6 separate regions of the Mus musculus genome follow, and regions 1, 2, 3, 4 and 5 are each linked to region 6. Evidence: chromatin contacts called from public HiChIP or PLAC-seq, Micro-C and promoter capture Hi-C data. All regions are on one chromosome and are shown on one strand. Each heading gives the region's core, a stretch centred on a gene start, on an enhancer-like site or on the middle of the called end of the contact. The rest is flanking DNA. Distances are from core to core; before and after follow the strand shown.

The links. Promoter capture Hi-C pulls out the DNA fragments that hold promoters and counts their contacts. A called contact is a pair of places that touch in the nucleus more often than the background predicts. HiChIP or PLAC-seq counts read pairs in DNA pulled down with a chosen protein or histone mark.
Region 1: a contact with region 6 is called in a Micro-C map of embryonic stem cells, with 3 times the contacts expected there. The contact joins the enhancer-like site here to the promoter of 1700007K13Rik in region 6. A contact is called at or near these places in 16 of 39 promoter capture datasets (the 3T3-L1 cell line, the C10 cell line, the HPC-7 cell line and 10 more), 1 of 15 datasets of contacts at CTCF or cohesin (embryonic stem cells), 4 of 484 Hi-C or Micro-C datasets (cerebral cortex, cortical neurons, embryonic stem cells and 1 more) and 12 of 115 datasets of contacts at active chromatin or transcription factors (astrocytes, embryonic basal ganglia, embryonic forebrain and 6 more).
Region 2: a promoter capture Hi-C map of cranial neural crest shows a contact between it and region 6. The contact joins the enhancer-like site here to the promoter of 1700007K13Rik in region 6. A contact is called at or near these places in 6 of 39 promoter capture datasets (the 3T3-L1 cell line, the HPC-7 cell line, cranial neural crest and 3 more) and 1 of 9 other capture datasets (embryonic stem cells).
Region 3: a contact with region 6 is called in an H3K27ac HiChIP or PLAC-seq map of microglia, with 4 times the contacts expected there. The contact joins the enhancer-like site here to the promoter of 1700007K13Rik in region 6. A contact is called at or near these places in 12 of 39 promoter capture datasets (the 3T3-L1 cell line, the C10 cell line, the HPC-7 cell line and 6 more), 1 of 484 Hi-C or Micro-C datasets (cerebral cortex), 19 of 115 datasets of contacts at active chromatin or transcription factors (astrocytes, embryonic basal ganglia, embryonic forebrain and 8 more) and 1 of 9 other capture datasets (embryonic stem cells).
Region 4: an H3K4me3 HiChIP or PLAC-seq map of embryonic forebrain shows a contact between it and region 6, with 5 times the contacts expected there. The contact joins the enhancer-like site here to the promoter of 1700007K13Rik in region 6. A contact is called at or near these places in 1 of 39 promoter capture datasets (maxillary cranial neural crest) and 10 of 115 datasets of contacts at active chromatin or transcription factors (the NIH/3T3 cell line, bone marrow-derived macrophages, embryonic basal ganglia and 6 more).
Region 5: a contact with region 6 is called in a promoter capture Hi-C map of neural stem cells. The contact joins the enhancer-like site here to the promoter of 1700007K13Rik in region 6. A contact is called at or near these places in 3 of 39 promoter capture datasets (the 3T3-L1 cell line, the C10 cell line and neural stem cells) and 5 of 115 datasets of contacts at active chromatin or transcription factors (craniofacial prominence, embryonic forebrain, epiblast stem cells and 2 more).

What each region holds. Positions count from the first base shown.
Region 1 is chr2:27,544,980-27,549,288 of GRCm38.p6, reverse strand. It overlaps Gm13421 (predicted gene 13421), which reads right to left. Exons shown (of 2, transcript NR_166127.1): 2 at 3,199-4,309. Among named protein-coding and RNA genes, the nearest start is that of Gm13421, 6.7 kb to the right of the region's middle. Within about 2 kb of position 3,043, at least 13 of the 459 cell types and tissues checked have an H3K27ac peak or open chromatin away from gene starts, as enhancers often do. A contact at or near this core is called in embryonic stem cells, where this site is marked.
Region 2 is chr2:27,642,184-27,646,539 of GRCm38.p6, reverse strand. No RefSeq gene overlaps it. Among named protein-coding and RNA genes, the nearest start is that of Rxra, 33 kb to the left of the region's middle. Within about 2 kb of position 1,544, at least 17 of the 459 cell types and tissues checked have an H3K27ac peak or open chromatin away from gene starts, as enhancers often do.
Region 3 is chr2:27,561,336-27,565,880 of GRCm38.p6, reverse strand. No RefSeq gene overlaps it. Among named protein-coding and RNA genes, the nearest start is that of Gm52506, 9.6 kb to the left of the region's middle. Within about 2 kb of position 1,905, at least 9 of the 459 cell types and tissues checked have an H3K27ac peak or open chromatin away from gene starts, as enhancers often do. A contact at or near this core is called in microglia, where this site is marked.
Region 4 is chr2:27,590,464-27,594,880 of GRCm38.p6, reverse strand. No RefSeq gene overlaps it. Among named protein-coding and RNA genes, the nearest start is that of Gm39776, 15 kb to the right of the region's middle. Within about 2 kb of position 1,405, at least 54 of the 459 cell types and tissues checked have an H3K27ac peak or open chromatin away from gene starts, as enhancers often do.
Region 5 is chr2:27,951,327-27,955,954 of GRCm38.p6, reverse strand. Col5a1 (collagen, type V, alpha 1) reads right to left here. Exons shown (of 66, transcript NM_015734.2): 7 at 4,429-4,628; 8 at 3,509-3,682; 9 at 2,930-2,986. Among named protein-coding and RNA genes, the nearest start is that of Col5a1, 67 kb to the right of the region's middle. Within about 2 kb of position 1,909, at least 22 of the 459 cell types and tissues checked have an H3K27ac peak or open chromatin away from gene starts, as enhancers often do. A contact at or near this core is called in neural stem cells, where this site is marked.
Region 6 is chr2:28,463,714-28,468,328 of GRCm38.p6, reverse strand. 1700007K13Rik (RIKEN cDNA 1700007K13 gene) reads left to right here and starts at 2,005. Exons shown (of 3, transcript NM_027040.1): 1 at 2,005-2,295; 2 at 3,114-3,192. The coding sequence starts at 2,060. Mrps2 (mitochondrial ribosomal protein S2) reads right to left here and starts at 263. Exons shown (of 4, transcript NM_080452.3): 1 at 187-263; 2 at 1-86. The coding sequence starts at 229.

The DNA of each region.
Region 1 (4,309 bases), core at 1,794-4,293, 920 kb after region 6:
AGAGAGAACAAGCCAGAGAATGAGAAGGAGTCAAAAGATTAGAATAAATTGCCAGAGTTAGTTTGAGGCCAAGCAGAGCAAAAGAGTCAGAGACCAAGAGTGAGAAGCCAGATTGAGTCAGTCAGCTTAGAGAGGAGTATGAGCCAGAACAGCTGAGTTGAACCAAGCAGCCAGAGCTCAGAGGGAACAAAGGGCAAGCTTATTCAGCAGCAAATCTCAGAGGCTGCAAACATTCTAGACCTACATTAGATTGTATGGAGGCTAGCAGCTTCCAAGACCAGGCCAAAGTTAGCAGACTGAGGCAGCAAGCCTCAGAGACAATACAGGAGGACAAGAGATCCTTTTACAGGACATGACCAGTCTGAGCTGGGCCAAGTGGACAGAGGGAAAAAGGGAAGGGAGAAGGGAGAGCAGGGGACCCAGAGGGCAAGAGGGCAAAAGTACAAAAGGGCAAGTAAGCCAAAGGACTGGAGTGTACAGAGAGAAACAGCCGGCCCTTTGGACTGGTGGAGAGTGTGGGACAGGGGGTGGGGCATGCCAGACAGGAGGACCCAGCAACAGGTAAGAACTGAGGGTAGTGGAAGAACTTGGTGGCCAGATTCTTTGATGTGTTAAGAAAGTATCTCATAATGTTGTTCCACCTATAGGGTTGCAGATCCCTTTAGCTCCTTGGCTACTTTCTCTAGCTCCTCCATTGGGAGCCCTATGATCCATCCATTAGCTGACTGTGAGCATCCACTAGCTGCATATATATCAAAAGATGGCCTAGTCGGCCATCACTGGAAAGAGAGGCCCATTGGACTTGCAAACTTTATATGCCCCAGTACAGGGGAATACCAGGGCCAAAAAGGGGGAGTGGGTGGGCAGGGGAGTGGGGGTGGGTGGATATGGGGGACTTTTGGTATAGCATTGGAAATGTAAATGAGTTAAATACCTAATAAAAAATGGGAAAAAAAAATAAAATAAAAAAAAAAATAAAAACCAGTTCCTTTAAAAAAAAAAAAAAAAAAAAAAAAAAAAAAAAAAAAAGAAAGTATCTCAGCAGTTTGTTCCAGGGTCTGAGACTTAACAATAGGAAGTGGCACTGTTTGAAAAGATTAGGAGGTGTGGCCTTGTTAGAGGAAGCGTGTCACTGGTTGTGGGACTTGAGGTTTCAAAAGCCCAAGCCAGGCCCAGTAGCTTTCGTTCTCCATATCTGGACACACAACTCTCAACTACTCAAGCACTGTGTCTATCTGCATGCTTCCATGCTCCCCACCATGAAAATAATGGATTAAACTTCTGAAACTGTAAGTAAGCCCCAATTAAATGATTTTCTTTATGAGTTTTGTTGTAGCCATGTGGTAGAGGCACACACCTTTAGTTCTAGCACATGAAAGGCCGAGCCAGGTAAATCTGTTGGTTCAAAGTCAACCTAGGGCTAGAGAGATGGCTCAGTGGTTAAGAGCACCCACTGTTCTTCCAGAGGTCCTGAGTTCAATTCCCAGCAACAACAGGGTGGCTCTCAACCATCTGTAATGGGTTTGGATGCCCTCTTCTGGTGTGTCTGAAGACAGCTACAGTGTACTCATATAGTTAAATAAATAGATCTTTTTTTAAATGTTTTTTAAAAAGAAAGCCAACTGGTCTACAGAGTGTGTTCCAGGACAGCCAGGGCTACACACACGGGGGGGGGGGGGGGGTGTTGTGGTCATGGTGTCTCTTTACAGCAAAAGAACAGAGACTAAGAGAGAAGTTGACACCAGGAAACAGGATGTTGCTGTCACAGACCTGACCATGCTTCTTGTTGGCAGAATGTGAACTCTGAGGCTTTGGATTAGGGAAGCAATTGAATGCTTTAAGTGGGGCTGAATAAGCCATATTACATACTATGATGGCCTAGCTCAAGAGGAGAAGAATATTATTTAATGGCCTAGAGGTAGTTCTTGTGATATTTTGGCAAAGAGTGTGGCTGCTTTTTGCCCTTGTCCTAAAACTCTGGCTGAAACTAAACTGAAGAGTTCTGGATTAATGCTGTTGTCAGAGGAGATTTCAAGACAGCCTAGTATTGACCGGGTGGTATGACTATTAGTAATCACTTATACATCTCTATAATTAAAGGAGCAATCTGGACAAAGAGAAATACAAAATGTCCCGTGTGAGAACAGGAAGACAGGAAGGTGTGATGAAGATAAATCCAGTTTTCAAGGATTTAAAAAAAAAAGGTCTGATGTTAAATGGACTAAATGGAGTGGTGAGCTCAGAGCAGGACCCACCCAGCTAAGCTTCTGATTTGTGGAAAGGAATTAAAGGACTGCTTAAGCAATGGGGGGAAACCCTTGAAACCAGAAAGCTAATGCAGATTCCAGCCTCAGGAAGCAGCAGAACTTGGCAGCTTCAGCCCCATGGTCCTGGCTTTAGAGTCAAGAATACAAGAAAGTTGTGGGGTCTTCCTCCATTACTAAGAAAAGCTGCTGAGGCACATTATGTGTAAGGGGTGTCCCTGCATGGAGGCCCAAAGAGGCCATTGCATGAAACTGTGAAGGTGAAGCCTGAATTTGGTTGGAGACCCCAAGATGCTGGAGGTACAAGACTTGTGTGATGCCTGCCAAGGAGAGCTACAGACTGTGCGTGGAACTAAGTCGAGAGGAAGTGTGTTGCAGTGAACACAATGACAGGAGTTGGAGACCTGCAGAGCACTTTGATAGCAGACACAGAGCTGCAGAGTTTGGAGTTTGCCCTATTGGGTTTTGGTCTTGCTTTGGTCCAGTACTTCCTCACTATGCTCCATTTCCCCGCTTTTGTAATGGTAATGTATATTCTGTGGCATAGCATGCAGGCAATATGTGGCCGGTTTTTTATTTTGATTTTACAGGGAGTTAACAATTAAGAGATTTCCTTGAATCTCAGAAGAGGCTTTGGACTTGGAAGCAGCCTTGAGCCGAAGGGCCTTTTAAAATTAGACTGAATGAGGTTCTTTGCATTATGATATGGCTACAAGCCTGTGGAGGCCAGGGAATTAGATGTGATAGTTTGAATAAGAATGGCTCCTGCAGGCCACCAGGGAGTGGCACTACTTAAGAAGGATTGGGAGGTGTGGTCAGGTGTGAGGAAGTATGCTGCAGACCCTCTGGGCCCCTTTGTCTGCGTGGAACGGGTCTCTAGTCGCGGGTGGGCAAAGCGTCGGATGAATTGACAGACAGATGCACACAGGAGAGGTTGTGTAGAATCTGAATGTATTGTCAAATCGAGCATCAAAATTTTTATGTAGCAGACAATAAGGAAGTTGGGTGACACACCAGCAAGGTACAAAGAGGTTACTGGAATCTTACATAAAACAGAGGAATGCAAACACAGAAGGTCTAACGGGAACCACCTGGGATAGAATTCATTGTTAACAACTGGGATCAACAAGGGCTCCACCTAAGATTCACTTAATCTTAGAAGCCAGGGTCAAGGGCTTCATGCCCTTGCCACAGTTCCTATTTTAGTCTATTGTATAGTCCACCTTCCCCTTAGGCCATTGTAAATACGTGTGTATGAGTGTAACACTATAGTTCTAAGTATCTATTCTGGTTTCTCCTTTGGTCTGAAACTTCCTTCTTCCTTAGTGATGGTAAATTCCTGTATATGGGAGCGACTTGGCTTTTATTCAAAGTGATAGTACACTATTATAGTACCAGAGGCTATTCTGAATGTCACTGAATAGCAACATTCTTACTGAATTTCAAGCCCATGGTCTTGCTCAAGGACGTTCTAGGACTGTTGGAACACTGGCAGAAGGCTTTAGCTATGTCAGAATTCAATCTTAAAAGGCACTTATAATAGGATAATACTAAAAGAGAGCACATGGATCCATACACTAGACTAACGCGGGAATGGAAAATTAATGTATGGATTAGAGAGAACGCCAGACTCCAGGAGCGAGTTTCCGTGAAACTCTTTTGCCTCGTGAGTAGCTTTCAAGCCTCAGCCTGTCAAGCTGACTCGACCGGAGAGCGTGGCAGGAGTATACCACTCAGGAGTGGGCTTTGAGGTTACAAAAGCTCAAGCCAGGGCTAGAACTTTTAATTTTTTTCAAATTCTATTCTTTTTTTTTTCTCCCCTCTCCCCTCAAATTCTATTCTTAATGGTGGCTCTTAAATGCTTTAACCTCCCTTGTAGCCCACCACCCAACAGAGGTAGTAAAAAAGAAAGGATACAGGAAAAAGTGGACCTTTTAGAAAAGTTCTTTGAGCAACTCCCATCTGTGCTGTATGAATATCAGCAGTTCAGTTCACAGGTTAGCAGGCAGCGGCAGCTCGACTCCCTCGCAAACACTTCACAGATA
Region 2 (4,356 bases), core at 295-2,794, 820 kb after region 6:
GGCGTCCCAGTCCTGGAACCAGGATTGGAAAGAAGTTTCCAGGGTGGTTAGACTATCAGTACAGGGATGTAAGTGCTAGCTAGGCCTTACCTGTCACCTGAGCCCATGAGCTCAGGTGAGACCTGAGATCCACAGCAATCACCAAGACCCCATAAGACTCATGGCTGCTTCAGTGCACTTCCAGTTTCCAGTTCAAATCCCCTGACAGGGGTGCCTTCAGACGAGGTTGCCCACACCTGTGTCCTCAGCACCAGCTAACCTGGGAGTCGGTTAACCAGACAGGGAAAACCAATGAGGAAGCTTAGCTTCCACTGGATCCTGGAGGAGAGAGGTGGCCTCAGCCCCTGTCAGAAACAAGATGATGCTAACAAGCCCAAGAGACTAGTGAGAACAGAGCAGGTTTTAACATACAATTCTGAAGAGAGGGACGCTGGCATGGAGAAAAGGCACCAGTGGCTGGTGTGCCAGACAAGTTTACTTTTGTTTTTTAGATTTTGTTCTTAAGACATACTTATTTTATATGTATATATGTTTGGCCTGTGCATAGGTATGTGTAGTACATGTGTGGCAGGCGCCTTTGGAGGTCTGTTTCCCTAGAATTGGAATTATGGAGAGTTTGAGCCACCATGTGGGCGCTACGCAAAGCCAGTACGTGCACTTAACCACTGAGACATCTCTCTAATTCAAGACAGTCGTTTTTAAATTCCCCACTTCTTGAGAAATCCCTGTTCTTTCTTCCCATAGGTCTCTTTATCCTAGGACACAGTCTTATCTAATGAATAATTTGGGCCTTGAGGCTGCTGCCTTTTTCTGGTCGTGGGCTCAGTCACATGGCAGACTGCCTGTACCTTTCTAACTCTCAAGAGTTCTGAGACAAACAGGGGCCAGCTGCCAGCTAGGGGAGAGAGGAGAAGCCTCTGGCTTCTCTGTAACTGGGGCACACTCTAAGTGCACCTCATACTGGAAAATGGACCACCATGATCCACTTTTTACAGCTTTTGCCGTGAGTAGTACCCATAGCCTCATGCAGGCCAGAGGGCAACTTGCAGATACCATCAAGAAGAGACCCTCCCAGGGCCAGGGTGGTGGCTCGACAGGTAAAATACTGCTACTCGAGAGTGAGAACTTGGATTTAGATCCTCAGTGCCACGTAGAAGCCAGGCATGGCAGCATGCCTAGACCCCCAGAGCTGGGGACCAAGATGAGTGGTTCTCTGCGGCTTACTGCCAGCCTATCTAGCCTATCAGTGAGAGACCCTGTCTCAAAAGATAAGACAGAGAGAGACTGAGGAAGGCAACCAATATCAGCCTCAGCCCAACCTACACGTGTACTTGTGTGTTGGTATGGATGTACCATGCGTGTTTACACACATAAGCCACACATGGATGAGAGAAAGAAAAAAGCCCCTCCACTCCCCTGCTTCATCTCCAAGTTAAAAAGAAAGCTTCCTCTATCCCCTCCCAGAATCCACCAAGGACCAGCCTCTGTCCCCTCCCTGGCTTGCCTGTGTCCTACTGTCTCACAGCTGCACGACTCCCCAGGGCTTGCCGGAGTGCCAACTCCCTTGCTCGTTTGAAATGGAAATTCCCCTCCTCTTATGCTTATTGTCACTCCTAGTTTTCTCTCTAGAAGCAGGATGTGGACTTGATGGCAGAGCACAGTGGCTGGACTCGGAGGAACTCGCACAGCTGTTTCCACTTGGGATGGGGGCAGCACAGAGGATGGGCTCCCTCTGAGCCTGTGGACCTTGAGTGGAGACTGGAGATGAGCCAGCAAGCAGAACCCAAGTCAGGGTTCCCTGTCAGACAACTGTGCAAGGTCTGGGTCCCAAGGACCTCAGCCCCTTCCTGTGGGCTCTCTGTGCACCCCAGGTCCTGGAGTGAGCACCCTGTGGTCTATAGAACCCTGGCCCAGGAGTGTCCCAGCCTTCCCATCCCTCTTTGACTATGTCTTCTCCAGAATCAGCACTGACCAGTGCTCACAGGGCAGCAGGGCTTGGGTGCTCAGAGCTGAACAAGGCCTGGAGTCACAAAGCTTCGCACTACTTCTCTAGCCTGCTTTCTATTTGGCTATATCACCTCCTGGGCTAGATGAGATGGTCCTCCCTAGGAGCCTCCATCCTCCCAGAAGGACAAGGCTGCCTTGTGTAGATGTGACAGAAGCAAATCACATAGGCATTAGCACCCCATTGGAGCCATAAGCCCTGAGTTCAACTCCAGAATCTAAACAGAATCATCACTTGGCCACAAAGAAGCTCAAGCCACCTGCAAACCTTCTCAGGACAGAGCAGGGATCACTCACAGTGACATCCAGAGGTCAGTAGAGACATGGTATGTGTCTGCATTGGGACCCACATGTGGACCAGCCTTGTACACACAGCCCTGCACAAAAGCATGGGCCTACAAGCACAATTTGCAAGCATGCACCCCAGAAGATCGCAGATGCTCACGAACATGCTCAAACATGTATGCATAAGCATGCAGACCATGTAGTGGAATGTACATCCATCTCCTAGGAAAACTGAGGAACTCACTCCAGTCTGCAAAGAGCAAGCTCACACAAGCAGATGCACATTTGTGCACTCCAAGTGCCCAGACAGCAGGTCAAGCATTCTTTCTTCCTGAGTGAGGGTGGGTCCTGAGGAGACACACGCTGGCTCTGTAGACTACAAGAAGTCTCCACTGGGAGGTGGCCTCATGAATCTACAGAGGCTAGAAGATGGAACAAAAGGAAGTGGACCCACGCTCTCTGCCTGCCTGCTGGAGCTAGGATCTGCTCTGCTCCTGTCATTGGCACAAGGCTCACAGCATCGGCTCCCCTGGGTCTGGGGTCTCCAGCCTCAACTCAGCTGAACTTCAGACTCCCCTGGAAGCCAGAGGAGATCCCGAGACTCAGGAGCTCCATTGTCGTGTGAGCCAGGACATATATAAAATTCTATTGGCCTTGTTTCCCTGGAGAACCCTGGCCAAGATGCTACCCCAACAAACAACTCACAAGCTATGTCATATAGCAACCACACAGGCTTGGAGCATGGGGGGCTCTGCCCACAACTTTTCCCTGCACACTCAAATCCATCTCAGCAATCATGTGCCTCACTCCACCTTCTTCCCAGCCTTCAGATGAGAAGGTAGAAGCTCACTCTGCTAGCAGTAAAGGGTGGCCATGGGTTCTCTGTCCAGTCCATCTTCCCATTCTCCCAGATTATGCTACACAGGCAAATCCTCTGACCCAGGGATTCTAGAACATTGTAAGGCCTACGTATGCAGGCACAGGACTCAAAAAGTGTACCTCAAGACCTATGTCAACTCGCATCCGTGGGGGGAAGGCTTAACATAGGCCAGTGTGCCCACAAACCCATGTATAAACCCCACATATGTTCACCTGGGGGCTGAATCACAGTTTTGCCCCACCCCCACATAACTGTCCAACTTCTGCCTGGCATGGACAGGAGAGGAGGCCCATCCATTCCTTCCCTGTCCCCAAAGCAATGACATCCTCCTCTCTCCTTCCATTAGCTGAGACTGATGGGTCACCTCAGCCCCTGTGATGTGATGTGACTGGCAACTTGGCCAGTTTATGAGACCACAGTCATCCTGCTAGGGCTGCAGGGTGTCCCCAACACAGTCCACTAAACATTGGTCCCTGTGGCCACTCCCCAGCCTTTGACACAAGGTGAAGCAGATGCCCAAACTGACTCCATTGTAGATCCTGAGTCTTTATCCAGGACCAGGCAGCCCCTGTGTCAAAGCCCCTCTAAGCACCACAGTCTCTTCCAGAGTAGATCCAAGTAGAACAGACTCTTGCCAAGAGAGGGCCCAGCAAAAGTTGGGAGTGTTAGCATTCTGTCTAAGCCCCGCCCCAGAGTTACCTGGCAACAACCAGGTAGGCCTGACTCACTATAAAAGGAGCTGCTTGCCCCCTCCTTTCTCTCTTGCTCCCCTCTTGTTTTCTATTACTCTTGCTTTCCCTTCCCCCTCTCTCTCCCCATGCTCATGACCAATCTCTCTCTCTCTCTCTCCCTCTCTCTCTCTCTCTCTCCCTCCCTTCCTCCCTCTTTCTCTGCCTTTCTCTACCTCTACTACCCTCTTAACTCCCCTCCCCATGCCCTAAATAAACTCTACTCTATATTATACTGTCATTTGGTATAATCACTGGGAGTGGGGGAATGCCTCAGCATGGACCCTGCCAAGGTACCCACTTCCCCCATACTTCATCACACCTCTATAGAACATATCCCTTCCTCTCTTTATCTCTTTATATACACATCAAGGAGAGCCCCCGGACCTGACATAACCTGGAATCATGAAGGTCACCAAGCTTACCAAGTACCCAGGCCATACTCACGGAAGCAGTCAC
Region 3 (4,545 bases), core at 656-3,155, 900 kb after region 6:
AAACTGACTCAGTCCATGCCACGTGAAACCCCAGGTGGCAGCACCTAGCCCTGGCCCTGCCCTGACCCATCAACCTGAGCCCCAAGCCCTGCAATGTCTCACAGGGGCAGCAGTGAAGATTAAAGGATTCTAAAGGCATCCACAGGGCTCTGGGACCTCCACCTCTTAAATGCCAGGTAACCTGGTACCCGAAAGAAAAACAGAATCCCAAGGAAGCGGTAGGCAAGCACCTGAAACCTCTCTTTGTAATGAGAGTGAGGCTGTGAAGAGAAACAACGGAAAGAGCCTTCCCTAGGGAGGGGCTGTGCTGGCCTCTAGGGCTCACTTCCTCAGACACTTGCTCCTGCTGACATGCTGAAGGGAAGGACAAGGGGACTCTCTACAGGAGTGTCCAGAAAAGAAAAGCACCAGCCTCATTCCTGCCTTGGCCATCAGGGCAATACCCTTGCCTCCAAGGGTCTCTGCACCTACCTGCATCCTGCCTCCACGACATCTAGGCTCAGGCCTTCTGGCTCCCCGCCCAGAGAGTCTCCACAATCTTTCCAGTCTATCTGACCAGAAAACTCACCCCCCTCCCCAGGAACCCGTGGGTCTCTGTATTGGAGTCTATCCTCTCTCCATCAGCAGGGCTATCTCCCCTGGAAGCACGCCTGGCACTAGATGGCACTTCATCAGTTGTGCTAGGCCTCTCCCATTCAGCCACAGCTTTGTGGGTGTTCTTTTTCTCTGGCAGGGAACATGCCTGTCCCCTGGGCTCAGGATATAGCTGGTCAGTGAGGGTTCACAATGCTGCTCCCCACTCCCCACAACCCCCATTCTGCGACAGCTGAACTGCACAACCCCGCTGAAGAGCCAGGGATGTGGTAGCATCTGGAACACAGGACACAAGCTGGAAAGGGAGCCAGGGCTGAGCCATATGCTCTGAAGGGCACTCCAGGGTGAGGCACTCCTCCTGCTATATGCCAGGCTCACAAACCCCTGGGCTCAGAAAAGGCCCTACCTCTAGAAGAGAGGCAGGACTTTGGGCTACAAGCTCAGGAGCCAAGAGCCTGCCGGGCATGCCTGGCACCCAGCACTAAGTACTTAGCAAGCACTTGCCTTGTCCGGGACCACATCCTGAAGGACTGGAGCCTGCCTTGAGAAGGGTACCAGAGAAGCCCTGTGGGCATCACCAAAGCTCAGATGTAAGGTCACGAAGGGAGCATGCTGCAAGCCTCAAGGGTCCCAAGAGAGGCCCCCGTAGCTTGACTTTGAGGGTACTGGGAGCAATGGAAGGATTGGGGCATGGGAGGTAAGGGTCAGACCAGACAGCTTCTGCAAACATCTACCCATCCCCAGTTCAGGGGCACCCTAACCTGGACAGCCCAGGTCCAGTTTGACGGACAGGTGGCCTCAGGGTTAGCAGTGGCTCCAACCCCAGACATTCCAAGAACTGGGTAAGACCACACCACATTTAGAACCAGCCTGTCCGTTAGGATCCAGTTCCACACAGGCTGCCCAAAAGGAGTCAGAAAAGGGACACAGGATTCTGCCTAGAGCTGAGCGGGTAACTTCCCATTGCCTGGCTGCCCAGGTCCAAGGTTAGTCCCTTGGAGTCCCCTTGCTTCTCTCCAGTTCAGGGTATAGGATACAAAGTATAAAGTTTAGAATTGTGGTCTTCCTCCTCTTGGAGTCACCTCCATTCCAAATGTGCCAGCACCTCAACTGTAAACCTCAGTTTCCCGTTGTGACAGGTGTGTCATCAGGTCTGCACAAATGCTGAGCCTGGAGAAACCTGAGCCTTTACTGCTGAGATAAAACATAGCAGCAGAGCCACACGGCCTGCCATTCGGCCACAAGCACCAGCAGTGGGCAGCCATGTACTCACAGACTTGACAGGAACCCCCTGTCGAAGGTGGTTCCTCATTGTCTCATGTGGCCACCATGAGGAATTCAAGGAACTGGAACTTTACTACTGACACCAGCCTCCCCTATTTCCTTTTCGTTGCTTGCGAGACTTCTCAGCTGTCAAGAGTTCACATATCCTAGGTTGGGGCGTCCCCGTGAGGACTTCTGTTACCTGTCAGCTTGTCTGGAATCTAGAATCGCCAGGGAGATGGGCTTCTGAGCATGCTTGTGGGGGAATTATCTTGATTACATTAATTGATATGGGAAGACTCATAGTAATTGTAAGTGGTGCCATTCCCTAGACTGCGGTCCTGAGAAAGGGCACCAAGCTGTGGCATATCTGGTTCCTGGTTGTGGATTCACCATGGACAGCTTCACTCAGCTCCTGCAGCCTTCACACACACCATGAACTTGAACTGTGATCTGCAATAAACCCTTTCTCCCTTAAGTTGCTTCTGCCAGAGGGTTTTAATACAGTAAAAGGAAAAATATTTTTAAGAGGGTCCCCATGGACCAGGTAAGAAGTTTAGGGGTATAGAGACATCTGGGCCTCAGGATAAGGAGACAGGGAAGGGACTCAGGGACACATCTTAGAGCCACAAAGCCAAGCAGGGGAGGGTGTGACCTCGGTCCTCATGACCATGATCAGCCCCTGTGCCTCTACCTTGACATCACACTCTCCTGCTCCATTTCTTCTGGCCCCTGAGCCCATGAGGTGCCTGGTCTGAGACTGCTTGATCACACCTTGCTCTGCGCTAGAGAAGGAGAGAGGGGGACAAAGCAAAAGGAGCCTCATGCAGCCTCAGGGCCAGAAGCCAAGCTACCCCACAGCTGCCACAGTACCAGTAGTTGACACCTGCCCCTCTGCTGACACCCACCAGACAGCCACAGAAAATAAAGAGCCAATTAGCACACATCTTCCAGAGATCCTTCTACAGGTCAGCTGTGCTATAGTTCTGCCTTTGCACAGCCCCGGGCTCTCCTCCACCTCTCTGTCCGTCTGTCAGTCTTGGTGGGGACTTGGGGGGTAGAGAGAGTCTACATATGCTTGTTTGCCTCCCTTCCTTGGCCTCCCCTCTCCCTGCCACCCATCTAATGGCACCAGCTGAGAGGGCAGCCACGCGCTGAGTCACAAATCTTCCATGTTATTCCCTCTCCTTTATTTACACCGGGCGCACAGTAGCAATTCAATCTGAAAAAGCACCGTGTTTTCAGAGGCGTGTGGCCGGAGAAATTGATGTTTGTGTTAATCAATCTTGTAGGAGCCTGAGGGGCTCAGAGAGGTGCCTCTCGAAAGATTTCCTCTATTGATTGATTGGAGCCCAAGTAGGGAGGGGTGGGGAGAAATCAACACTCTCAGAGCCTGGAAGCCAAGGAGCTGGGTCAGAGTACCCTAGGAGCTCTGCAGCACCCTGGGGGCCCCACAGTTTCTTCTCATCAAAGTTTGGGCAGGCTGTGTAATGGGATTCTTGGCTCTAAGGATAGATCTTTATGTCACCTGTTTTCCATCTGGGAGGCCTGGGGACATCCATCCCTTGTGTCATAATCCTCTCACTACCCACTGGGTGAATCTATGGCCTCCAGAGGTTTTTAGGGCTCAGTCCTGAAATAACCCTGCAGCAGGGGCAGCTGGAGATGGGGCTGTGGACAGAACAGCCATGGGGCCTCAGTTGGGCTCCTTCATCGTGGAAAGTCCCTGGGCAGTGGCCTAGAGCAGACTGTCTACTGGCTCTGCTGTAAATGGGGGCGGGGGGGGGGGGCACACAGGCAGTGAAGCCAGTTGGTCAGCCTGTACTAGCAGCAAACCCAAAGACCTGCCCCTTTGCAGCCAGAGGCCTAGGCTGGGTTTGACTTTCTAATGACTCCTGTCTGGGTTCTGGAAGGAGCAAGAGGACAAGGGAACAAGAGAGAGGTGACTGTGACACACAGAAGGGACAGACCATGCACCCATGGCAAACAGTCTGCATTGGGGGAGGGAGGCTATGAGTGACCACAGAACCTAACAGTGCTCCATGATGCTCCCTGACTTGGGGGGGGGGGGTACACCGCGCTCCCTTGGTCCATGTTGGGGGAAGGGGCTGAGTTTCCATAGGTGGCCGCTCAGCTACAGAAGGACAGATCCAGGGTCACAAGGACTGTTTCCAAGGACTGAGTTGGTTCCCCAGGAACAAGCCTTGTCACCAAAACAGGTGGACTGACTTTAGGGTTCGGAGGAGGCCAGCAGTCGGGACAGTTCTCAGACAGGCATCTGAAGCATGACACCTTGCAGGGGCCCAGACCCAGCTCCGGAGCTTTACAAGCAGTCCTGACTCCCTCATTAGAGCATCTGCTCCAAACACAACCCCACCCCAGGACACTGTGACAATCACAGCACACAAATGAGGCCCTTTTCTACCATATCCTGGTCACCACTGACTGAACACCTACTGTGTTCCAGGGACTGAGTTGTCAGTAGTCAATATAATGTTGGAAACAAGGACCATGTCCCTAGAGCAATGTCCTGTCTCACAGGGCAAAAAGACCAGAAGGACCATGAATCTTCAGTGTGAAGCTATGCTCACAGGAGGGACACTATTGTTAGGACTCTGTCCCCAGAGATCTGATAGCAGCGGCCATGGAACACCTTTGTTTGCATGTGAGGCTCTCCAGGCAGGAGAG
Region 4 (4,417 bases), core at 156-2,655, 870 kb after region 6:
CTATGAATCTATCACTCAAGATCTCTGGAAGGTTCCTGAATTCCCATCATCTAGAAGCGGAAGTTCTGAGGTTACCTTCATTATTCACCCTTCACAGAGGCCATCATTCACACTGCCACCCATCCCAACATGGCTCCCAAAATTGAAATCACTCCTCCTCCTCCTCCTCCTCCTCTTCCTCCTCCTCTTCCTCTTCTTCCTCCTCCTCCTCCTCCTCTTCCTCTTCCTCCTCCTCCTCCTCTTCCTCCTCCTCCTTTTCCTCTTCCTCTTCCTCTTCTTCCTCTTCCTCCTCCTCCCTCCTCCTTCTCCCTCCCCCCCCCCTCCTCTTCCTCCTCCTCTTCTTCCTTCTGGCCCACCTTCCCAAGATCCCAGCTATATAAACAGCTCACCCTCCTCTCTGTCCCTCCGCATCCCATATGTCAGAAGGCCCAGGTGATTTGTCTCTGGCCTTATGCCTCTATTTAAATGAAGCTTTGAGGCAGCTCTTGCAGCCACAGGTGTGACATTTCAGAGCCTAGACACATGCACACCGTTGAGAGGGGACTGAGCTAAACTTGGCCCTGAATTCATTCCCTAGCTCAGTGTTCCAATTTCCTTTCTGTTGGTGTCACAAATACTTCGACCAAAAGCAGCTTAGGGGAAGAAAGTGTTTATTTAAATGTACAGGTTATGCCAGTCATTGAGGGAAGCAGGGTAGGTTCCTGAAGCAGAAACCATGAAGGAAAGCTGCTAACTGGGTCCCTCATGGACCCTTGTTCAGCTAGCTTTCTTATAGAGGCTCACCTACCTAGGGATAGTGCTGCCCACAGCGGGCCAGGCCCTCCTGAATCGATACAGTCAAGACAATTCCCCCCGCAAACATACCCAAAGGCATCTCCTTCACTTGAGCCGCCTTTCCCAGGTACATCTGGGCTGTGTCAAATTGACAGTCCTCCCTCCCTTCTCAATAGTACATGGGTGACCATGGGCTTGGGTAGGAGCCAGTGATCTAGAATGAAGGCCAGACCCTCCCCTTCCCAAAGGCTGAGGTTGAGAAAGGGCCACCAACACCCTAAAGTGTCCCTGGGTTATCTGACTCTGGGGCAAAGAGGGGCCTGGGAGTGGATACGGCCTACAGCCAGGCAGACAGTCATACAGGCTAACTGGCGTCTGACAGACCAGGCCCCACACAGCAGGATGACACCCCAAGTGCCCCTCAAATCCAAACTGACCCTACTCTGGTAAGCACTGGGCAGCCTGGAGCCACACACTGGGGAAACAGCTCCCAGTGTGCTGGGGAAGCCAGCCAGGGGGACAGACACGCTCCAGGAGTTTGGGAGATTAAAGCCAGCCACATAAACATGACCAGGAAGTGTCTCCACTGCAGTTCTCCCGGCAGACAGCGTCCCCACAGGAATTGCCCAATGGCTCTGTTGCAATGATTTTAAATTCCGGCGCCAGCGCTGCAGATACATGGCTGTCAGATTCAGGCCTCCCAGTCCCCTGCCACCTCGGCTGCCCCAGCTGCAAGCCGGAGCGCCTTGGGCTTAGGGGACAGGATGATTGTGGAACAGGAGCTGACAGAAGGAAGATTTATACTTGGGATTTACTCCAATCTGGGATCTGTCATTCCAGAAGAGTACCAAAGTACCAGAGTGTCCCTGGCCAAGGAAGGCAGAGGGCCCCAAACCTGTGCCCACCTAGAAGACTGTGGGGCCTCGCTATTGTTTGCTCTCAGGCTCCTGTGGGCAGTTGGACTCCTCAGTTCCTTTACGTAGAGGCTGGTCCTAGGGCAGGAGAGTCTGAACCTCCCCTTACATGCCAACCTAGTATAATGACCTTCCTCTGCTCCAGGCCAAATTGGCTGTCCTGGTCTCTCTCCTTGCTTTCTCCTCCCCCAGAAGAAGGCAAAAACAGCCCCAGCCACTCCCTGACATTGCTACCTCTCCCGACTGAGAGTCTTCTGTGATTTTTCTCCCCTCACACACTTCTTGTGGGACACAAATGACCAGAGGCCTTAGCACATCTGTGTCTTAGATCCTGCCTAGAAATGGGTCCTATTATTTCACAGGTGAGAAAACCTGGGTGAGATACAGAGATCCAGCCAGGACCACAGCCTAAGCCTCAGATGTGTTATTGGTCACGTCCATCCTCCTTGGTCTGGACAAGAGCCAGACTATTCCCCCATATCCCCCACTGTCCTCCAGGGTACCATCTCTTATGGCAGACCTGCTCTGACCTTCCCAGCCTAATCGCCCAGCTCCAGCAGTCATGGATCAGGCCAAGCCCCAGGGCCTTAAGTGTAGCCACAGCAGCTTGGACCTCCCCAACCTCTTCAGAACAGGAAAGCCTGGGAAATCTGGGACTGTAAACGCGTCAGGAACCATAGTCTACAGGGTGGCCTTCCCACACCAGTCCTCCGGCTGGGGTCTGCCACTCCTAAGAGACCCTGTTGGACCATTTTCTGTTGAGTCTCTCATCTTGGGATCCCTTGACCCCATGCCTCAGAATACCAACTCAGAAAACTTCAAGTTGGCCAAGCTGCCTGGCCCAGATGGGATGGGGCAGCCCAGTCTGGATGGCCAGGCTCTTCTCAAACCTGTGCCTTGTCTGTGAACATCAGTGATGATTTCGGCCTTCTCCAAGGGCAGCTAACCCCAGCTATGGACAGGATCACAACTACCTCCAGCTCAAGGTCTGTCTTGGCCCACCTCTCAGAGCCAGCCCTGTAGGACTTCACCAGCCCCAGCCTTCCTTTGGCCCTCAGGGATTTGTGAACCTCTTGCCATGGTGCTGGTGGGATAATGCTGGCCTGGGCGCCACATTCACCTTCCTGCCATGGGGCCTTGATTGGAAACAGAAGCCTTTACAAGGTTCGGAGGTAAAGACTGTTCAGCCACAGTCAAACTCAAGGCTCTTGGCCGAGTCAGTGCCTCCCCATTGGCTACCAAAGCAGGTTCAAAGTTTCACTACTGGAACCCATCGGGGTGGAATGTGAGCCTTCTCCCATGGAACCTGCTTTTCTTAATGGGTAATCACAGACACTCAGGTTTATATGTTAAAGGAGGGTTAGGAGCATTTAATAGCTCATAAAATTTTATTATCCCAGCTAAAACCAGTGATAACTGGCCTGTGCAGTGGTTGTCCCCTCCCCCAAAGCCCCACCCCATTTATTGAAGAGCGAACATTTTCTCTGCAGAGGACGGGGGAAAAAGAGGATACATCTTCCAGAAGGGGTGTCCTGGCCCTGCCCCCTGGCAGGCTCCCTTTCCACTCCCAAGCAGACATGCAGCACTGCCTGTGCCACAACCTTGGACCCAGCTCCCTCCAAGCTACATCATGGGATCCACTAGAATCTAGTAAATGCCATATATGTCAAGATGGGCCCATATAAATATAGCGCCTACTGTGTACCACATTGGAGCCACAAGGAATGAGGACGCATGCCAGCCTGGGTATTTTTAATTTAATGTTTTATTAGCATACATTAATTATACATAATACTGAGTTTCAGCCAGATGTGATGGCACATGCCTCTAACCCCAGCACTCAGGAATCAGAGGCAGGTGGACTTCTGTAAGCTGGAGGCCAGTCAGCACAGGGAATTCTGGAACAACCAGGGCTACATAATAAGATGTTGTCTCAAATAATAGCCATCAAAAAGAGGGGCAGTAATATAGCATTTCATTTTTTAAAAAATACACTTATGGGGCAGGAGAAGATGGCTCAGCAGTTAGGAGCACTGTCTGCTTTCCCAGAGGACCCAGGTTCAATACCCACATGGCAGCTCACAACTGCCTGTCTATAACTCCTGTTCTAGGAGATCTGACACCCTCACACAGACATGCATGCACTCAAATCACCAATGCACATAAAATAAAAATAAATAATTTTAAGGGTTTGTGCTGCCTATATAGTTTTTAAATTTTATTTTTCTGTGTCTGGGCATTTTGCCCGCGTATATACACGTGTGCCACACGTGTGCCTGGTGCCAGGGAGTCAGGAGAGGGCTGGAACTGGGATTAAGAATAGCTGTGAATCACTGTGCATGCCGGAAGCTGAACTTGAGTCCTCTGCAAAGGCACTCAGTGCTCTTACCCACCGAGCCACGGTGCCTGCCAGCTCTGTAACTTCTTCATACTTACACATAACGTGGTTTTGTTTGTACTAAAAACAAAACCAAAACTGAGCTGTGTGTAGTGGCTCACACCTTTGATCCCAGCACTGGAGAGGCAGAGCCAAGCAGGTCTCTGTGAGTTCAGTCTTAGCCTGGGCATATACCACCACACGTGGCTTAAACTCAGTCTTCAAGGAGCTGGTATACCAGGCTCGAGTTCTGGACCCAGCAAATGGCCCATCAAAAGACTTCTAAGATTTGTTTTTATTTTATGTGCATTGGTGTTTCGACTACATATATGTCTGTGTGAGGGTATCAACC
Region 5 (4,628 bases), core at 660-3,159, 510 kb after region 6:
TAAACAAAAATTCAGAAACAGAAGACCTCAGGCTTGACCAAACTTCATTCTGTAGCCTAGGCTATCCCAGAGCTCAGATCCTCCTGCCTCAACCTTCCTGGTATCATAGGTATGTACTGTCATTTGCAGCTCCCATCCTTAACAGTGGTCCGTTCATCTGCTAAGCAGTGGTCCATTCACCTGCTAAGCAGAACTAAAAGCAATGTCAGAGTCGGGCTGGGCTCGCACAGCAGACATTGCCTAGCATAGCCAAAGCCACGGGTTTGAACTTCAGCACTGTCGTTACTGGGTATGGTCTACAATCCCAGGACTCAGAAAAGGAAGGAAGAAGCAGGAGTTCAAAGTCATCCTCAAGTGCATAGCAAGGCCAGCCTGGGATACTTGAAACATCGTCTCAGAAAAAGACAAACCAGGAACGGCTTGAGGTCCAACAGGTAAGAGGTGTCCAATCAGGACTTAGTGGTCCCTGACCCAGTGTGGGCTGATGCCAAGGGCATTGCTGGATCTTCCCCCATCTCAGCCAAGCTAGATCTGTCCTTTTGAGGAACCCCTTGTCTTGCTGACAAATGAGAGGAGCTGAACCTCGGTGGAAAAGGCCTGCCAGGTCCTTCTGGATGCAGGGTTGCACTGACCCTGTGCCCAGCAGTTGGTGTAAACCTATTCTGTGGGGCAGATGTAGGGGATGGGATATCAGCCACCCCGACACAGGGCAGGGTATGCACCACCAGTCCCCAGGGCCTCCATCTGTTTATGTATGGCTAAGACTGTGAAGACATCTGGCAATTCTCCGGGTTGACAATTCCAAATGTTTACATTTCTCTCCATGGGGACTCACCAAAGGCCCTGTGGACACTCTGAGGAAGCTGGGAAGAAGCAAGCATCAGGAGGGGGTGGGCCCCTTCTGTAACTGCCTCCAGATGGCTTGTGCTGTTCCCAGAGAAGAGGAACTGGACCATGTAGATAGAGATGGTGTCCGGCAGGCCACCTCTACATTCTCAGTGCTGTCTCTGGCTCACCTTCACCCACAGCCTTCTTCAGGGCAGCCCTCTAGTGGAACTCTCTGCATGCCCCTCTCTCCTCCCAGAACTGGGGTGCCAACTCTACACACAATAAGCTTAAGTAAGTCTTATTCAAAGGTATGACCCAACCACTTCTGAAACTGGGGACCACCCTTGAAGCCCACAGAGCCTCAGGTGCCTGCCTTCTCTGGAACATCATTGACTCGGGAAAGACGCCCCTTTTAGTGAAGCACCAGGGAGCCCATCAATGGGCTGCAAGTGATGGCCAAGTCCACCTGGGGCCAAGTGCAGTTGATGTGGTGCTCTAAGAAGGCCCAGCACAGCAGGGGGGGCATCTGTGCCACAGCCTTCCTCTGGTGTGGAAGAGAAAAAGCCTCAGACATGTTCCAGGGGATAAGTCTCTAGTCCCTTAGGATGCTCCTCTTCAGGAATTTCCTTCTCCCATGAACATGAACTTCAGTTGAAATTTCTCATGAGGTTGAGCAAAAAGCCCCATGTTGGGCTAACCTTATGCTCTGCACCCTTCGCTGTGTGCAATCCATGCACTGATTTGGGCCCTGATCCTACAGCCTCAGGTAAGGATCTTTTCTCTGGACCCATAGAGAGATCTAGGAAGAGATCTGGGAAGAGCCTCTGTGTCCTCAGGCTCACTGCCAGGGGGAGCCAGGGGCACAAGCAGCAGGCAGAGCCCTTGGAACCAGAAAGAGGCTTCCATCCAAGGCTCCCCTTGGCCAGGAGAAGCCAAGCCAGGGAGCTTGCCCTGGCCCACTGGCCTACTAAGCACTGCCAAGCAAGGCTCTTTCCCTGCAAGAGGGTGGGGGCCCTATGAGGCTGCTTCTCTCTCCTAGGAAGTCCCAAGGTCACATTATAAACTCAGTCCCAGGAGCTGATCCTGGCAGTGTCCCAGAAGCTGATCCTGGCACCGGAGCTGACAGCTGTTCAGCCTGGCAATGGCCATGATGTAGGACAAGTACTTCCTCCCTTGTGTACTCACAGGATGCTAGGATGGACGACCTCAGTGGCCGGCTCCTTGGGGGCAAAGCCAGGTCTGAGTCCACATTCCCAGGTCCACCAAGCCCAGCTCAGCCAATCACACAGCTTTCTGTTGTCTGGGGCCAAGACCCTGACCTCAACAGTTCTGAGACCCAAGCAGGCCACAGCACCTAGCTGGTCCAGAATGCCCTATCCAAGGCAGACTCTCACAAAACTCTGACCCAGGAGGGCCATGGATGGCACACAATCACATTCTCTACAGGCCCTGGTGCTAGCTTACCCAGGATTCCACTGTCTAATAACATGGGGCTTTACACAAAGGGGAATCCTACCTCAACACTGCTTACATTCCCTTGGCATGGCTTCAGATCTTTCCTGTTGCAGCAAACAGGCTCAAGTGGAGGCATAAAGGGCACAGAGAGGTGAAGGCCCTAACTAACTGCCCCCTGCCTGCTACCTACACTAGAAATTTCCCACCCAGCCCCTGGCTTAGCCTTCCTCTCATGGTCTGTGTGCCTTCTCTTGAGGAAATCTCTGCAGAGGTGCTCTGGCCTCTGCCTTCTCTACAAGGACAAACACGTGTGATCTATCACCTTTACTAAACTCTAGAATATTCCCTGACTCCCCAGAGCCTCTCCCAAGAATCTGTGATACAAAGGATGTAGAGTACATGGGTGTGGCTTCTTGCATGGCTTGGTAGGCAGACAGTGGGACCCACAATCTGTCCACACCCTACAAATCATCATGAGCTTGTTAGAGGACACCACAGTGCGCTCTCTCTCTCTCTCTCTCTCTCTCTCTCTCTCTCTCTCTCTCTCACACACACACACACACACACACACACACACAAACACACATACACACACACACTCACCACCATTGCAACCGCCACCACCACCACCACCAGAAATCCTTACCGGCTCAATGATGGCTGGTTCTCCCTTTTGCCCTTTCTCACCTCGGGGTCCTCCAATCTGGAAAGATGGGGAGAGAGAAAAGGAACAGAAAATCCACATGACACAAAACTTGTGCAAAACCAGGGTGAAATTCTCCCCACAGCTAGTCACCTCTCCTCATAACTGGAGGAAGATAGCAAGCTGAAATAGACCTCCCATCCCCACCCTTAGCCATGTATACACCAGCATAGACAGGCAGTGAGGCACAGATGACCATAACAGGAATCAGAGAGGCTACTTTAAAGAATGAAGCTCAGCCAGGCATGGTGGCGCACGCCTTTAATCCTGGAACTTGGGAGGCAGAGGCAGGTGGATCTCTGTGAGTACCAGGCCAGTCTAGTCTACATAGAGAGTTTCTGGACAGCCAGGGCTACATAGTGAGAACGTGTCTCTAGCTAGTTAATTAATTAATTAATAGTTGAAATGCATGGCAGCCCATGTCACTCTTGCCTCACTCAGTCACCCTCAGACTTCTAAAAGCGCTGGCCCTTTCTCACCACCTAGATGCCCTGGGATGCAGAGAGAAGCTGAGTCTCTTACCCCCTCAAAGATGGTGTCCTGGTTAGCGGGCATGCCTGGCCCTATCTCTGATGGAGAGACACTGGAGTCGGAGTCGGGGTCAAAGTACGGGTCATAGTAGTTTTCCTCTAGATTCTTGATGGTTTCCTCGGTGAATTCGCCGCCCAGGTCATCCTTCCCTTCTCCTGGAGCTGGCTGCAGATTAAGGGAGGGAAGTGGCAGAGTCACTCTGGGAGGCTGGCCACATGCAGGCTCTGCCTGGCCACATGCAGGCTCTGCCTAGCAGGCACTGAGCCTAGCACTTCCTGCATAGAGCTGTCAGTGGCCCCACCACAGAACATCTAAAGATAAAGTCCAAGGGGGATTCCATGAGGGAAGACCTGTGGCCCCCAAAGGTTCTCTGCATACCTCCCGGCCACCATGGGGATGGTTCTCCAGGCTACCTAAGACACTATAACAAGTCAGGGCAGGAAGGAGCAACAGTGTCCCTCAAAGCTGACTCTATCCCTGGGGAGGTCTGCGTTCAGTTGCTGATTAAGAGTTTGCACACTGGAAACTGGGGCTCTTTCCAATAGTGAAGAACACAGTGGGCTATGAGCTTTATTCTGGTAGCATGGGTAACCACCAGTGATGTTCATGGATGGAACTCCTGTATCCCAAAACTACAGTGTTATGTGAGCTACCCTGAGAGCAAGAATGCAGAGCCCACGGAGATATTCTACCCATTTTTCAGGGGGAACTGAAATAAACTCAGAAAAGCCAATGGCTTCTAAACCACACTCAACCCTGCTACTGAGGACTCGGGAGCCAGGGTGTGGAGTGTGGACAAGGAAGGCCACCCAAGGAGGTTCGTGCTCAGCAGTGACCCAGAGCCACGAAGCCTTTGCCCCCTCTCCACCCCTGCCCCCGAGATCAATACAAACTGGAAGGAAGGCAATTACATTGGAGGTGTTGGAGGTAACAGTGGTGCTGGTGGGGACCTCAGCCCCTGAGTCGGGGTTGGTGGGCTGGTCAGGGTTCTCCACACCCTCGCCATATCCAAAGTCTTCATATGGGGGTGGAGTGTAATAGTCATCTGGGGGCACGTAGTCATAGTCCCCGATCCCTAGACTGTCCTCCTTGTCAGCCGTGTCACTGGTCT
Region 6 (4,615 bases), core at 756-3,255:
GACCGGGGCTCCCGTGACCTTCCTACCATTCTGCTCCGCAGGGCCCGGGATCGCCTTCTGCAGGAAACCTGGCCAGCGCCGCACACCTGCGGGGAAAGAGCCGGTGGGGGCGCGTCCAACCCTCGTCCCTGTCCTCCCCTCTCGGATCCCCGGGTTCCCCCCATCTCCGAGATTCACCGCGCTCACCTGCACACAGCAGCCGGGTCAGCACGGCCGGAGCGGGCGCCATGGCGGGCGCGTGGACAGAGATCCTGCAGAGACTCTTCCTGCCCGGCAGAGCGCCTCCTCCTCTGAGCGCGCGGGGTCGCAGCGCCGCTTGCTGGCCCGGAGGACCCTCTCCGCTGTGCACCGCTCGCTGCGCCCGCATCCTTGTAAATGGGCGAGTTGGCACTGTGACCAGTGGTCTGCACTCAGCTGGGACGTGGGGCTGAGCTAGAATGAGCGACCTCTCACCCACAGCTCGTTCCTCTCGATAAAATTACAGCATCCTCTGGAGGAGGCGACCCTCTTGTTCAAATTGGTTTTTAGAGGTTGTTTTTAGGGTTGCTGTTTTTTTTTGTTGTTGTTTTTGTTTTTGTTTTTGTTTTGTTTTGTTTTGTTTTTCCTGAGACCCGGTTTCTCCGTAGCCTTGAGCCTTGACTGTCATGGTATTCGCTATGTAGACCAGGTTGGCTTGAACTCAGAGAGCAACCCGCCTCTGCCTCTGGAGAGCTGAGATTGAAGGCATGCCCTACCACCGCCCCGTTTATTGTTTGTTTTATAAGTGCATTAAAAAAAACTATTTATTTTATGTATATGAATACACTGTGACTATCTTCAGACACACCAGAAGAGGGCATCAGATCCCATTACAGATGGTCGTGAGCCACCATGTGGTTGCTGGAAATTGAACTCAGGACCTGTGGAAGAGCAGTCAGTGCTCTTAACTGCTGAGTCGTCGCTCCAGCATGCATTTTTTTTATTTTTTAACATTTGTTTTAGTTTTACTTATTTTTTGCCTACATGTATGTATGTGTACCTTGTGAGTGCCTTGTCCCTGTGGAGAGCAGGTGTCTGACCTCCAGGAACTAGAGTTAAAAGTGTTTATGAGTCACCTTGTAGGCTCTGGGAGTTGAATCCAGGTTCCCTACAAGAGCAATGAATGCCCTAAATTGCTGAGCCATCTCTCCATCCCCAAATTACATTAAACTATGACGACAACAACGATGACATTGACAATGATGACGACGACGATGACAGCAACAACAACAACAACAATCTCCCTGACTGGCCAGACATTCATAGAGATCTGACTGCCTCTGTCCCCTGGGTGTTGGAATTATTGGTGCACACCACCACACTGTGCCCTAAGTAATTTTTTATTGTTTGTTTTAAAATTACTATTTATTTTTATTATTGTTGTTAAGACAGGGTTTCACTATATACTCCTGACTGGTCTAGTACTCTCTTTTTAAATCAGGCTGGCCTCGAACTCAGAGATCTGCCTCCTGGCATTGCGCTAGCACGTCATTAATGCTGAACTATGTGCATGGTTCACAAGATCATTTTTTATATTTCACCAATATATGGCCTAGGATTCCCTAAATTTAGCAGCACCTCACATCTAGATTTAGGCTGAGTTGTGGGGGTATTGGGTGATAGAGGCCATGGCCAGGACAGTAAACGACAGACTTGTACTTGCTCAGGCAGAGATTGGAAGCACCTAATTCCTGCCTATTGGCTGGTGAAATCCCAGGTTCTAAGGTTTCATTCGTCCAGGATCTGCCTCCTAGTGCATTTTGGGACGATACAAGGATGTTCCCACAGTCCCAGAAAAAGGTCAGCGGATCTCCCTGAGGAGCAGCGTGTGGAAGCTTGGAATTCCTTGTTTAGAACTTACGGTCTCCTTTGTTATTCGCCCTCGGGAAGATTCTAGACTTGCCTACAGCTAGCTGCTAGCCAAAGCAACCTACAAAAGACCGCCCCACCTCCTGATCAGGTGACTTCATTGCCTAGCAACAGGACGCCTTGCCGCAGCAGGCACAGACTTGATCTGGGCTAGTTTCCTGCGGGAGGCCAAATGTCTGAAGAAAAACCTCAACAGTCCGCGGAGGAGCCGGAGCCGGGGGAGCCCAAGGCTAAGCCCGCCCCAGAGGAGCCGGAGCCGGGGGAGCCCAAGGCTAAGCCTGCCCCAGAGGAGCCGGAGCCGGGGGAGCCCAAGGCTAAGCCTGCCCCAGAGAAGACCAGCGACTACTACCGCATTAGCGAGAAGCTCCCAGTCAGGTTCAACAACCCGGGGTGGTTTCATGGCTACGGGTAAGGAAGACTGAGGTTACCTTCTTCATGCAGCAGGGCGGCCCTAGCTTTGGCCATGTGTTTGAGAACTCTCAAGTGGCTGTGGCTACTGAGGTCAAAAGGAGCCAGTCATGAACCTTTATTTGTGTCATCATTACTGTTAGGGTCCTGCTGTCTGAGCAACCACAGAGTGAACGTGTGTGAATATAGCCTTGTTGCAGGCAGGGGATGTCTCTATTTTTAAAGCTTCCCTGAAAGCTGTACACCTTACAGGGCAGCCTGGTTTTCGGGGAAGTAAGGATGGAAACCTTCTTGACTTGTGTGAAGCTGGTGCAGGCACACTCCCTTTCCACGAGTAAGAAGACAACTTGCTGAGGCCTCGGGTGTGAAGAAGAGCGGCTGGTAGCCTCTATCACAGGCCACAGTCTCACAAACTAGATTTCTTACCTCCTTCCCTCCTGACAGGAGCTTGGCCTCTGTAAGGTTGGGGCTCAAAAGCAGAGGGACTTCCAGGGTCTGGAAGTTGAGACGCTGTCTCCGAGGTAGCTTACATACCTGGCAGTGGTAGTCTGTGCCAAAGTCCCACCAAGACCCCTCCGCCAGCATTTGCTGGCTGGGTGTTCTCTAGGGTTTCCCTTTGGAAAGATCAGGGGCCATGGCCAGCAGAGGAGGCCAGAGAGAAAGGTCTGCTGGGAGAGAGTGCTCTCAGTGGGAGCCCCGTGGACATGGTATTGCCACCGTCAGGGACAATAAAGTTCCATCAATCAAATTCTTCCAGGCTATGACCTGGCTGACTTATTCTGAGTATGTGTGAGAAACAGTGCATCTCTCTCCCACAGGACCAAGGAAGCTGTTTCCATGTACAGGACCAGTAACCAAACCTACGGAAGCAGAGCCCCCACGGTGCATGAGATGCCAGTAAGTGCAAGCCAGGCCTGCCAGGACGAGGGCCATCTGGAAAAGCAGACTTATGAGGAGTCAGAGTTGGGAATCAGCGTCCCACGTTGTAAATGCATGGCACCTCAAATCGAGTTAGGACAAGGCGGGGCAGAGAGATGATAGAATGCAATTTCAAAGCAGAATAGATTGTAGACAGGAAAGTCCAAGTAAACTTGCTTCCACGTTCTCCTCCCCATCAGACAGGCACGCACACCTTTGCCCGGGCACTCGAAGGCCAATTAGTGAAGTCAAGCGTTCATACGAGTGGCAGAACTCCTCGGAAGAGCCTGTCCACGGAAAGAGTCTGTGTTCCAAAATCAGACGCAAGGTGTTTCTGTGGGAAGCAGGAACATGGGAACTGCTGCCCATACCTTCTTAAATACATTCGCCTTGTCTCTGTGTGGGGGTACGCCATGCCACACGTGGTTGGAGGTCAGAGGGCCACGTGTAAGAGCTGGTTCTCCTTTCACCAGGCTTGGTAATAAGTGCCTTTGGTCTCAAGTTAGCCAGGGCTAGTTCTGAATCAGTTCAAAGCTTTGAACTGCCTGCACCTCGAAAGTGCTGGCTTAAAAGATGTGCAGTGCCAGGGCTTTGCAGACGTTAGACGTGGTGATCTGTCCACTGAGCCACACCCCTGGTTTCTGTTCTGCCTTTGTAAAAGGCCACGGAGAAGAAGCTGCTCTTTTCAACAGTGGTGCTTTCACCCAGGTTAGCAGGTCATGGGCCACAAGCCGCGGGTATCAGAGGCAAGCTAGGGGGTAGGTATTCCGTGCTTCTTAGTCCTGTTCTCTGGGGTTGACTTGTCAGCTTTCTGACTCAGTCCACTGCACCCTGTGAGCAACTCTTAGTATTATTCTGTCAGCTACGGCACTGGTGGATATTTATTATTATGGACTGTCAGAATGCATTGACTGTGCAGAGCCAAGAGCGGGCAGGCCCCAGTGCTCAGTGCACAGCTCAGGTATTGGCCATCAGCTCCACCTGCAATACACCATGCAGACAATAGGGGGAGCTGTGTGCATTGGAATGGTATTTGGACACTTTTTTTTTTTTTTTTTTTTTTTTTTCTCAGAGACAGGAGTTCTCTGTGTAAGTAACATCCTTGGCTGTCCTTGAACTCTTTTTGTAGACCAGGCTGGCCTCAAACTCACAGAGATCCGCCTGACTCTGCCTTCCAAGTGCTGGGGTTAAAGGCATGCTCTACCACACCCGGACTTGGACACTATATTTTATGTTCAGTTTCCCAGGAGATCTCAAATTTGCCTCTTGAAAAATGCCTGAAATAATTTCTCTTTGCTTTTCCTGCCAAAGAGAGAAAACATCAGGTGATCTTGGCCCAGGGTGGTCTGAGGACAGGTAGGACACTACTACCTGGTGGAGGTTGGTCTGCACACACCACATG